Linked DNA regions of Mus musculus: all the other regions are linked to region 1. Evidence: chromatin contacts called from public ChIA-PET and promoter capture Hi-C data. All regions are on one chromosome and are shown on one strand. The core of a region is the stretch at or near the end of the contact, and the rest is flanking DNA. Distances in the headings are between cores, read along the strand shown. Region 1 holds the start of Zfpm1 (zinc finger protein, multitype 1). Region 2 holds the start of Cdk10 (cyclin-dependent kinase 10). Region 3 holds the start of Cdh15 (cadherin 15). Region 4 holds the start of 2810013P06Rik (RIKEN cDNA 2810013P06 gene).

Region 1 (2,700 bases), core at 13-2,512:
ATTAGGCATAAGACTGAACCACTTGAGGCTACCCACAGTCATCGGAAGCTGCAAATCTCATACTGAAGCTTCCTTCTGGATCAGAGTCTCTGTCAACTTTCAAAGTCCAGCAAAAATTTAGTGTCCAGGCCTCGGGCATCCAGACCCCACTGCTGGCTCCCTGAAAGGCACAGCTTCAAGGGGCAGCACAACTTAAGCCATGGGGGCGGAGCTCCAGAGCGGAGGGGCAGGGCCAGACAAGCTAGGGGCCTGTGCCGCGGGGCTGCTGCACAGGTCTCCAAGGGGCAGAACAGGTCTCCAAGTCCTAAATAGGCCTGCGGACATAACCTCAGGAAACTACAACTAACTAAGAAGGCTAGAGGTCTATCTAGAAACGAGGGTGGGAATTCGGGACAAGGCCGGCGCGACCTGGGGCCAGCCCAGGGGCCAGCCCGGAGGAGGTGAGGACAAAGCTGAGGATTGGACAGACGTGGGCAAGGCCTGTGTTGGGGGCGGGGAAGGACCAGGCCTGTGCGAAGGACTACGGAGCAGAGGCGGGGCCAGGGAGAAGGCGGGCCTACGGAGGCGTGGCGAAGGCAAAGAAGGAGGAGACGTGGGCGGAGCCAGCACCTGGAAGGGCGGGTTGTGGGCGTGGCCAGCAGGGTGGCAAGGAATACAGGGGCGGAGCCCGTGGGAAGGACTAGTAAAGGGGCGGGATCAGTTTGAGGACAGCTGAGGCTGTGCTCTTGTGAGGAGGACGAGCAAAGGGAGTCAACAAGAGAGTGTAGCTGAGGAGCAGGGTCACTGTGAGGGCGGGGCAGGGGCAGGGACAACGTGGGGAGGACAACTGATAGGCGGGATCAGGGTAATAAGGTTGCTGAGGGACAGGGTCGACGAAAGGAGGACGGCTGAGGAGCGGGGGTCAATGTGAGGAGGACGGCTGAGGGGCGGGGTCAACGCGAGGAGGGACGGCCGAAGGGCGGGACCAATGTGGGAAGAATCGGCTGAAGGGCGGGGTCAGCGCGAGGAGCACAGATGAGGGGTGGAGCCAGCGCGAGGACAGAAGGCCCGGCCCAGGCTGGGTGAGTACGCGGAAGTCGGTGCAAGCAGAGAAAAGACGAGCGCTAGTTTGGGGCGGGGCCAGTGGGAAGGACGGCCTGAGGGCGGGGTCAGCACGGGTGGGAAGGCGCTACCGCGGAGGACGGTCCGGGGCGTGGCGAGAGGCGGGGCCCGCCGCCAGCTACGCGAAGGCCCCGCCCGCCTGGCCAGCCTGCGGGGAGCGCCCTGGCGGCGGCCGCCGGTTCGCCGCTCGCGGCTCGCAGGTTCCATTGAGAAAAGCTGAGCGGCGGCGGCGGCGGCGTCTGCGCCGGAGCAGAGAAGCCGCCACCAGCCCGCCGCCCGCCGGGCAGTCCGCGCGCCCGAGCGCAGGGCCGTGGCCTCGGGCCTCCGCGGCGGCGCCGGCGGCCCACGCGCGGCGCGGCGGGCTGGGGGCGCGGGCCGAGGCAGCCGTGGAGCCCGCGGGCCGGGGGCATGAGCCGCCCCGCTACCCCGCCGCGCCCCTGCCGCCCGCCGCCGCCCGCCAGGGGCTAGAGGCGGCCGCCGCGAGGGCGCGCGGCGCCGGAGACATGTCCAGGAGGAAACAGAGCAATCCCCGGCAGATCAAGCGTGAGTCAAACTTTGCCCGTGGTGCCCGCCAGACCCCCGCTGGCGCCCCGCCGCCCCGCGCCGCCCCTGCGCGGCCGCCCAACCCCGCTGCGCCCGCGACCTTCACCCCGCGCCGCGCCCCCCGCGCCGAGTGCCAAGCGCGCCGTAATCTAATCTCTGCCGGCGGGCAGGGCCCCCGCGTCTCAGCATGGGCACCCAGGGGGTCCGGGCCCCAGAGAGGGTGGCGGGTCCCGAGAGCCGGAAGGAGAGTGTCTGGGGGCGCGGCTCCAGCAGAGCCGGGCCACCTCGCAGCCTGCACCTCCCCCGCATCCGAGATGGTGCGGCGATAGGGCGGCCCCGATCTGGGCTCAGATAAAGTTTAAAATATTCCATTCTGCAAGTCCCATCCTGATAAGATCGCTCTGTCGGGACGGGCTGAAATTGTGATCTTATCTGGCGTGCTTGACTCTCCCAGGCTTTGTATCTAGAGGCAGAAGGAGAAAGACCTGGGAGTAAGGGGGACTTGGGACTGCGGGGACCGGCCGGCGCCCACCGCAGCGCTTTGGCTGCAGAGCGACAAGGCAGCGGAATAGGTAGTGGAGGCTGCTCCAACCTAGGCATTTGGCACTGGCTGACCAAACCCCCTTTATCCGCTCCGGCTCTGGAGTTTTCGATCCGACCTCTGCCTGCTGGGGGACATGTGGAGATCCGACCCACCAACTGCCCCTAACAACGCTACACGAATGGATGCCCATGGGCACCGCTCTCTCCACCTCCATCCGAGGGGTTATCCTGAACCATCCAGGGACCTCAGGCACTCAAACGTTGTTCCCGAGTGAAGTTTCTCGCAGGTTCTCCCGTGGGCACTTTCCCGAGCAAGGCAGACCCTATAATCCTACATCATCCGTGCCCCCCTACAGTAAGACCCTCCTGGGCTCTTGGGGCTACCAGGTTGCGGGGCCTCTTGGCTGCTCTAGGAGCGAGTAAGCACACAGGAAGAGCTCCTCCCCACGCCACACCAATAATAACTTCGCGCCTCTCCCGGCAGGGCGCGGGGCTTCCTCCCCGGAGCTTCCC
Region 2 (2,817 bases), core at 274-2,773, 940 kb after region 1:
CTCGGGAGGCAGAGGCAGGCAGATTTCTGAGTTCAAGACCAGCCTGGTCTACAAAGTGAGTTCCAGGACAGCCAGGGCTACACAGAGAAACCCTGTCTCAAAAAAACAAAAACAAAAACAAAAGCAAAAGCAAAAAAAAAAAAAAAACTTTGTGTATGTAGTGCTAAGGAGTGAGCCTAGGACTTGACCCAATGCTAGGCAGGCGCTCCACCACTGAGCTACAATCCCAGCTGGAGTTCTGAAACAGGGATAGGGTCTCACATCCAATCCAGTCTGGATTAGAACTCAGTATATAGCCCAGGCCAGCCTTGAACATGCAGCCTCAACCTCTTGACTGCTGCAATTACAGGTGACAGTGTGCCCAGAGGAAAGCTGAATTCCAAAGTTAAAAAGAAATGTAAGATAGCAAACAATCCATTAGAAATCTTACAGTATTATTATTTATGACTTTTTTTTCTTTTTGGTTTTTTTCGAGACAGGGTTTCTCTGTATAGCCCTAGCTGTCCTGGAACTCACTTTGTAGACCAGGCTGGCCTCCAACTCAGAAATCTGCCTGCCTCTGCCTCTCAAGTGCTGAGATTAAAGGCGTGCGCCACCACGCCCGGCATGATTTATTGACACACTACTGAAAGCCTTTTAAGATAGGCTATGCACCCCATTCTAGCTTTGAACTCAGAATCTTCTGGCCTCAGTCTCCAGAGTGCTATGATTACAGGCATATGGCACTGTGTCCAAACACCAACTAATCTGCTTGCATTAACCTAAGTATAGTGCCCACATGGACCTGCACTCTGGCCATTTAGAAGCAGGAACATTCATCTTCCTAATCTATATAAACCCTCCACAGATGATCAGAGCCAATTGGTGTTCTGAGTTCATTACTCAGTACAAGAGCTAAGTGCAAGTCTTGCAGCACTAGCTCACCGATTAAGGGTGCAGAGCTCCAGACAGAAGGGACCAGGTTCAAATCCCAGCAGCCGGGCACTCTTATTGCCTGGCAAAACAAACAAACAAACAAAAAAAGCTGAGTGAGTGCAACCTCCAAGAACCACTTGGACTAGAGTTGCTCTCCAGTGGTCAGTACATTAATTATCTTCATTTTCTCGTGTACGCTGCCCGGGCTGTACAAGGTTTCCTTCCGTCTTGTCCTGGGCTAGTGATGGGGACGAGGTTGGCCTCGGGAATGACTGGGTTCCCACACATCCAGCTTTCGGAGAATGTACCCAACCACTATCAGAAAGCATAGCTCTCAGCAGTGGTGGTCTGGAAGGGCAGAAAGCACGGCTGATCGCTGGAATTGGTCTCACTTAAATGGCAAACAGGGAAGAGACGCATTTTCCTCCAGTTGATCAAAACCAATCTGAGTCTTCTGCAGGCTGGCCTACAGATGGTACTTTGAGCAGCTTTGTAGAAGTGTGTCTGCATCTAACGCTAAAAGACAACAGAGCCTCTGCGCTCCGAGCGGATTCCGTCCCCAAGTCCAGAACAAACCGGAAGTACGTCATGCGCCTGCGCCGAGGGGCGTTACGCCTGCGCGCTGGAAGAGGGCGGCAGCGGCTTGGGCATGGCAGAGGTGGACCTGGAGTCGGATCAGATCCGATTGAAGTGTATCCGTAAGGAAGGTTTCTTCACCGTGCCTCCAGAACACAGGGTGCGACGGGGTGCCACTCGTGCGGCGCTGAGTGGCAGGGCCAGACTGAAGCGCACCGGGGCGTTCCGTGTCGCGTTCAAGTTTGAGGTTCCAGCGTCGGAGGGGGAACGGCAGTCCCCGAGTTTGCCGCGGCGTGGGCAGAAATCGGCAGCCCAGAGGCTGGGGCGGGGTGGGACCGAGGACGAGCGACCAAGGGCGAGAAGAGTGGGAGGTTCCCGGTGGCACCTGCAGCCGCGGGGGTCTCACCTGGCGTTACCCACAGTCTTGTCTCTTTTGTGTGATGTGAAGGTGAACCTTAAGGGGCTCCGATTTCTGCTCCAGTAGACGTTTGGTGGGAAGAGGTTTTGCCGCAGCCCACGTATTTTTAACTTCTTGTTTATGCTTTGCGAGGCCAAGGCACATTAACTAAGAGCCTCAGAGCACAAGGCACGAGACAACACTTAACAACTAGTTAACTCAGAGCACTGCACTGGAAGCCGAGGTTGCGAAAGCCGTTCTTAAAGGGGGAGAAAATGCACGTGTGCAGTGGTCCCTTAAGTCAAAAATGTCAGAGTCCTGCGTGGTGGTCCACACTGGTAATCCCAGTCAGGGAGTTGAGGCAGGATGGTCACTCCACTTTGGAGGGGAGCCTGGGCTACAGAGTGAGACCTGGACTCAGAAATAAGCCGAGATATAAAATAGTGGAGACTTTGGAGAAAAGGAGTATTCTGTAAGAAGTTTGTAGAAGAGTTGACATTTGTTTTGGACCAGGAAGTGTTGCCAAAATTTGGGCAGATCTGACAAGGAATGGTATACCACACTCAGGTGGCAGCACAAAATCCTGGTGAATGGAATTTCGAAGTGAACAGGGATCCTCGAGGAGAGGGAGGGAGGGAGGGAGCTCAGAGTGGATCGTGGGGGCCATCAGGTATCAGAGTAACAGAACCCAGGGCAGGGCAGTTAAGAGTCGGGAAGCCAGCAGGGGGCTGGTGGAATAGAATCCTAAGCTTGCTCTGGTCCTTCTGTACCCAAGGAATGCTTAGCTAATGCACTTAGAAAGGCACCTCACACATGAAAAGTTGGCACTCCCTGTTGAAGGCCGGATTCTCCTGCACAGAGGTGTTTGTGCCCATGGCTTGTGGCCATTTGGTACTAGACAGCAGACATTTGGAACACTGGGTTGGAGG
Region 3 (2,875 bases), core at 155-2,654, 570 kb after region 1:
CAGAATGGGGGGAAAGGTGTTGTGGTGGACCAAGAGCCACCTGGACGTCTTCATCCAGGCTGATACAGATCTATTGGGGTCGGATCAGCATAGGGTCAGATGGGTGTGAGCGCAGGCAAGTTGGAAAGCCTCTAGCTTGTGGGTAGTTTAAAGCCACTGGACCAATGGAGGCCTGAGGGAGAGAGTGAGGAGGGAAAGCCCAACCAGCCTGGAGTCCCTGGCCACTGGGCCACACACTGCCTGGGGAAGGGGCTGGGAACTCTGGCTAAGCTGACGGGGTTCAGGAAACATGGGCACAAGCCTGGTGCAGCCTTTCTAGTCAGGGACTGGGACCTCAGTCATGTATGTAAATCAACCAAGTCTCTACCAATGCCCGCGGGATCTGTCCAGGACAGTGGAGTGGACCAGCAGGGACCAGGCACCCTCCCTTCGTGCCTGTCTTGGGCCTTGGATCCAGTAACGTCTCCTGCCTTCTTCAGTGCAAGCCAGAAGGATCACGCCCATGGCCGGCTGATGTCAGCGAGGGCCATCCAGAAGCTATCAGCAAAGAAGATATCCCACAAAATCATGGTGACTGCTGCATACATGTGGTGTGGCGGGAGATGCAGGGGGTAGGCAAAGGAGCTCTGGCCAAAGGCAGAGTGGCCCGTGGGGTGAGACCTGGGCCTGAACCCCTTAAGAATAAGCCACATGCCAGTCTTTCTTGCCCTTCACTCAGCCTTCAGGAGCCTCTGATGTGTTCTGGAAGAGCAAACCTGAACAGGCAATCCAAACGTGACCCCCAATCCTCCTGCTCCTTCCTCTGGGTTAGGGGCCACTTTGGGGTTTTTTGGTTTTGCTTTTTGTTTTTTGAGACAGTTTTTCTACATTGTCTGGGCTGGCCTAGAACTCACTATGTAGAGCAATCTGGCCTCTAACTCATAGGGATCTGCCTGCCTCTGGATTAATATTAAAGGTATGGGCTACTGTGCTTGGCTCCCTCCATTCTTCTACAAGCTTGGGTCTCTCTGGACAGCTGCCACAGGCCTCAGTCCCAGCCTACGGCATGCTGAGTTCTTCCCCAATGTCCACTCCCCGCCCCCCTACATGCTGTCACTCAGTCCAGGAGCCCCCTACAACACATGTGCTGACCTCAAAACTTTACAGAGCCTCCCTCAGGCACTGATCACATATGCTGTCACTCAGATCGCCCCCCCCCCCCCATCACTTTGCTCTGGCTCTGCCTTGCATCTTTCACACTACACTCTTGTGGCTGTCCAGGCCCACCTACATGTGCTGTCACTCATCTCTGATCCCGCCCATGACTCTGCCCCCCATGCAGTCACTCAGCCCTAGCCCTGCCCAGACCCCGCCCTGGCCCCGCCCCACCACACACGTGCAGTCCCTTGGCCTGCTCCCCAAGCACTTGCGCTGTCACTCAGCCCAATGCTCTCAGCGTGGGGGTAGAAGAAGCACCACCGCCCGTTCCACCGGCCGCCCAGTCGGCCACTTGTCCTCGGCTCTTCCGCCACTGCCTCAATGGGTTCTGCTCTGCTCCTCGCCCTCGGGCTGCTTGCCCAGGTAAGCTTGTAAGCCCTGTGGCATCCCTTCCTCTAGCTTTGGGATAGCTTTCCTGGGACCACTGGCCTGGAGTGTCTTTGGGGGAACCTGAGAGCTGCGGCCTGCAGTGTCCAGGGTGGGCCGCACTCTCTGAAGCATTGTAGGAAGGGGTGTCCTGTGTTTAGGGGCTTCCAGAGGGAGGGCGACTGACCTGCACATCAGTGAGCAAAATGGTTCAGGACTGGAAGCATCTCTGAGGCACGGGAACAGCCATTGGGCTGTCCCTTCAGTCTGGAAGCATATCACAGGTGCTCCCTGGAGCCTCCCAGAGCCTAAGGGTGGCCAGTCTTGAGAGGTCTTTCTATTCCAGAGCACGAGGCAGAGAGAAGGGGCAGAAAGCCACAGTGTCTGTAACACTTATGCCCCTGGTTGGTCTTGGTGGTGCCTGAGTCTCTACCCAGTGGTCCTAGAGGAGCTGCAACGCTTCCCTACAGGACCTAAGAATCCAGAGAAAATAACTCCAGGCCAGAGTAGCCCAACACACTCTCAGTTCACACTGCCTTTGACCTGACCGGGCCAGCGGCTGTGCCTGGATCCGCCTGGAGATGGAGTGATCTGTGGTCCCCAGATCAGTCAGTCTCTGGTACCCTGTCTTCTTAACATGGCACAAAGAAGGATGGGTAAAGCCCAGGTCCCCAGTTTTTCCTGCTGTTGGCAGTCCTCAGACTGGCTGCTGAATGGTCCTGGACTGGCCAGAACGGGAATGTGGATTCTGTGGTCCCTGCCAGGGTCCCTTTCCACAGAGATGTGCACTGAGGCTGTGGCCAGCCTCTGCGCCCAGAGGCAACAGGTGGCGAGCACAAAGAATTGCTGTGTGTGGAGAGAGGTCAACCAGCATTGCATGGGTGTGTGGTGGGGGGTCCGTCCCTTCCGGGAACACACTTCAGGACTTCCTTGGTTCCCTCAAATTCCCACAAAGCCTTGCAACTCTACTCAAGTTTCAGTTCTCGGCAGCTGACAGGAGCCTGGCCAGAGAGCCCCCCTTGCAGCTGGCCCTGGGTCATCAGCCCTACACTTCCAACCAGCAACACCCCAGCTTTGGGGGCCCACATTCCCTTACCTGGGCACATCTGCTAGGCTAGTTAAGACCCAACACAGAACCCCAGTCTTGTGCATAACGCCCTGACCCATCAGAGCCCCCTCCATACCCTGGGCTGGGATTTGCTCCCCACTGGCTACAGTAACAGCACCCCCAAGGCTGGAGGGTGGGTAGTGTTGGGTAGCATTCTTCTCCCCCTCCATCACCAAGCCCCCCCTCTCTGTTGCACTAGGGCAA
Region 4 (2,783 bases), core at 17-2,516, 760 kb after region 1:
CCCACTCTCCCCCCCGAGTCCCGCCTTCCCCTCCCCCAGACGCCCCCCGCCGCCCCGCATTCCTGCCCCCACTCGGGCCTGCGCGCCTCCGCACCCCGCAGCTCCAGGTCCCCGGCTCGCCCGCCCCCTCCGGCTCGGCTCGCAGCCCGAGGGCCGCCTGCTCCCATTTCAAAACACGATAATAATAGGGACGCTGGGAATAACAACTACCACCAGCCCGGCGACGGAGCCCCTCCCGAGGGTCAGAGGTCGGCGCCCCGCGCCACTGAGGACCCCAGGGACTCCCGGGAGCCCGCCGTCGTCCTCACAGCGTCCCGGGACCCACTAACGCACCATCGACCCTCGCTCAAGGCCCGCCCTCGGTCCTCACGGCCGCCACAGCCCACCCCGGAGCCCTTCCTTAGCCTCTCTCGGCCGCCCGACCCCCGGGACGCCCCGAGGCCGGCCTCGGAGCCCGCCCTCGGCCCCTCATGGTCGCTCGCAGGACCCCCGCGGCCCACCGACCGGCCTCTCGCGGCGCACGGCCCGCCCCGGGGCACCCGCGGCGGCGGGCAGCGGAGGAGGCCTGCAGGCCGCAAGGCCGCAGGAACGCCCGACGCCCTCCCCGACCACCACCCCCCAGGTCCCCGGCGCCTCTCACCCGGCTCCGAGGGCGACGCGGCTCCGCGGCGGAACGGCGGCGGGGCGCGGGCGCTGCCCATGCAGCCCGCGGCCGCGTTTCCCGGGCCGCGCGGCCCGGGCGGGAAGGCGGCGTCGGCGCGCGGGCTGGAGGCTGCGGCGAGTGCGGGGCCGGCGGGATGCAAGCCCGCCCTCGGCGTGCAGGAGCTCACGCGGGGCCGCGGCGCTCGCGCGGACGCTACTGCGGGGGCGTCTGGCCGCGGACTCCGCCGCGGCGCCTCCCCGGCTGGGGCCCTCGGTCCATCGCGCTCTGTCGCGGGCGGCCTCTGGCTCCAGGACCCAGCGGTGGCTGCGGCGGGCGCCGGCCGCATGAGAGCCTCCCGCCCATTGGCTCGCCGTATCCGCCACCGCCATTGGCCCGCCCCGCAGAGCGGCAGGGGCCGCTTACGTCACGTCGGAGAGGAAATGCGATGCCGGGGTGAAAGGGCTCAGACGGCCCGACGGCTTCCGTAACAGGCACGGGGCGGCGCTAGGGAGACGTCCGGGAATGATTGGCATCCGTGCGTAGGAGACCCAGGCGGAGAAAGCCGCTGGATTGGCTGACCTCCCTGCCACGGGACACGACGATTGGCCCTACTCGGTGCCGGAAGTGATGAGGCCGCGGTCTGGAAACAAGGTTGTTGTCGAAGGAGCCAGAAGGTGGGAGCCGGCTTGTACCGGCTGGCCTTGCGCTGCGGACGCGAGGTCGTGTGTCGCCTGTGAGCCTGTGTGAGCTTCGAGAATGTGTGTCTCTAGCCGGCAGGAGGCTCTTGCAGGAGCAAAGGCAGCCGGGATGATGGCCGCGAAGGAGAAAGGCGGCCTCGGCCCCCACCCGCGATCCGGCTCTTTCCTGGAGGTGTTCCTGGACTGCGCTTCGCTCCGAGTCCCGTGAGCCACGTTAGCAACCGGGATGTGGTGAGCTCCAGACTCTGCCCGGAGGTTTCCTTAGACACCGCGCGCGCTTCAGCCGCCTCCCTTCCCCGGCTCCAGAACTTCACCGCGATGGTTCATGAAACAACAACAACAACAAAAAAAAAGGTTGACGAACCTCAGAGCTAGGCAGCAAAGTCGCATCGTCATGTGCCTGATTGTTTGAATTTACAGAACGCGGAAAAAGTTTAATGATGGTTTGCGTTAGTAGTGATTTGGTTTGCAAACGAGCTAAAAATTCGAATCCCAGCGCTGTAGTGACCGAGACAGGCGTATCCGGAGCTCAGAGTACATTGTTGTGAACATTTCGAGTTCAAGATTTGAGTTCCATGAAACCTTTGTCTCAGAAAAATGCATAAAGTAATTGTGACGAGTCTGATATGTTGGTATAGGCTTTTTATCCCGGTACTTAGGCAGAGGCAGGCTGGATCTCTGAGTTCCGGGCCAGCTAGGGCTACACAGTGAAAGCCAATTTCATAATATAATAAAATATAAAATAACAAGTAACCAGGGCTGGAGAGATGGCTCGGCGGCTAAGAGCACGTGCTGCCCTTCTCGGCACCCACCTCAGACAGCTTCACAGCCACCTTCAGAGGACTTGACATCTTCTGACTTTTCAGGAACTCACACCCGAGTAGAGTACTCACACATATAGACTACATATAAATCTTTTAAAGTAAATGGGACCTGGGGAGATGACCTGTCGGTCAAAAGCACTCACTGGCTGCTCTTCCAGAGGATCTGGGTTCGATTCCCGGCATCTGTAACTCCTGTTCTAGAAGATCTAACATTGTCTAGGGGCTCCCCAAACATGCACTAGTACACATACATATACACAGAAAAAAAATACGCTTCTGCACAGAAAAAAATCTACAAAAAAAAAGTTTTAAGTAGTCAAACTTCCAGCCTTGTCCTATTTAAAGAGCATCTGTGTATTTGTGAACCAGAAAAGCTAAGTGACTAAAATCAATATTTATACTTCTTTGTTTTGTTTTGTTTTTGACTTTTGGGGTTTTGTTTGTTTGTTTGAGACAAGTTTTCTCTGTGGAGCCCTGGCCTTCCTGGAAATAGTTCTGTAGAGGGTTTGGGTGTTTTGTTTTGTTTGTCTGTATAAACAAAGTCTTTACAGAGCACAGATTATGAAATCATGGGATTGCACATCCCGGAGTGATGGGACCTTAGAGGTGACCTTTCTT

Evidence for each region. Promoter capture Hi-C pulls out the DNA fragments that hold promoters and counts their contacts. ChIA-PET counts read pairs in DNA pulled down with a chosen protein or histone mark.
Region 2: a promoter capture Hi-C map of pre-B cells shows a contact between it and region 1, with 6 times the contacts expected there. The contact joins the promoter of Cdk10 here to the promoter of Zfpm1 in region 1. A contact is called at or near these places in 4 of 39 promoter capture datasets (the C10 cell line, embryonic stem cells, liver and 1 more), 3 of 484 Hi-C or Micro-C datasets (B cells, CD4 T cells and embryonic stem cells), 7 of 115 datasets of contacts at active chromatin or transcription factors (T-cell acute lymphoblastic leukemia, embryonic stem cells, large pre-B cells and 4 more) and 2 of 9 other capture datasets (adipose tissue and embryonic stem cells).
Region 3: a contact with region 1 is called in a promoter capture Hi-C map of stem cell-derived epiblast-like cells, with 6 times the contacts expected there. The contact joins the promoter of Cdh15 here to the promoter of Zfpm1 in region 1. A contact is called at or near these places in 3 of 39 promoter capture datasets (embryonic stem cells, pre-B cells and stem cell-derived epiblast-like cells), 1 of 15 datasets of contacts at CTCF or cohesin (embryonic stem cells), 7 of 484 Hi-C or Micro-C datasets (B cells, the G1E-ER4 cell line, cerebellum and 1 more), 3 of 115 datasets of contacts at active chromatin or transcription factors (T-cell acute lymphoblastic leukemia, embryonic stem cells and pancreatic cancer cells) and 1 of 9 other capture datasets (macrophages).
Region 4: a contact with region 1 is called in an RNA polymerase II ChIA-PET map of memory CD8 T cells, with 32 read pairs. The contact joins the promoter of 2810013P06Rik here to the promoter of Zfpm1 in region 1. A contact is called at or near these places in 3 of 39 promoter capture datasets (fetal liver, liver and pre-B cells), 1 of 484 Hi-C or Micro-C datasets (regulatory T cells), 2 of 115 datasets of contacts at active chromatin or transcription factors (memory CD8 T cells and pancreatic cancer cells) and 1 of 9 other capture datasets (liver).

The regions. Positions count from the first base shown.
Region 1 is chr8:122,280,879-122,283,578 of GRCm38.p6, forward strand. It overlaps Zfpm1 (zinc finger protein, multitype 1), which reads left to right and starts at 1,263. Exons shown (of 10, transcript NM_009569.4): 1 at 1,263-1,644. The coding sequence starts at 1,605. The region is part of intron 1 of Gm39269 (a long non-coding RNA gene); the gene reads right to left. RefSeq lists an enhancer at 1,877-2,120.
Region 2 is chr8:123,223,318-123,226,134 of GRCm38.p6, forward strand. It overlaps Cdk10 (cyclin-dependent kinase 10), which reads left to right and starts at 1,524. Exons shown (of 13, transcript NM_194446.2): 1 at 1,524-1,651. The coding sequence starts at 1,565.
Region 3 is chr8:122,846,970-122,849,844 of GRCm38.p6, forward strand. Cdh15 (cadherin 15) reads left to right here and starts at 1,405. Exons shown (of 14, transcript NM_007662.2): 1 at 1,405-1,560. The coding sequence starts at 1,519.
Region 4 is chr8:123,041,309-123,044,091 of GRCm38.p6, forward strand. It overlaps 2810013P06Rik (RIKEN cDNA 2810013P06 gene), which reads left to right and starts at 1,267. Exons shown (of 1, transcript NR_045268.1): 1 at 1,267-2,783. It overlaps Ankrd11 (ankyrin repeat domain 11), which reads right to left and starts at 976. Exons shown (of 13, transcript NM_001081379.2): 1 at 641-976.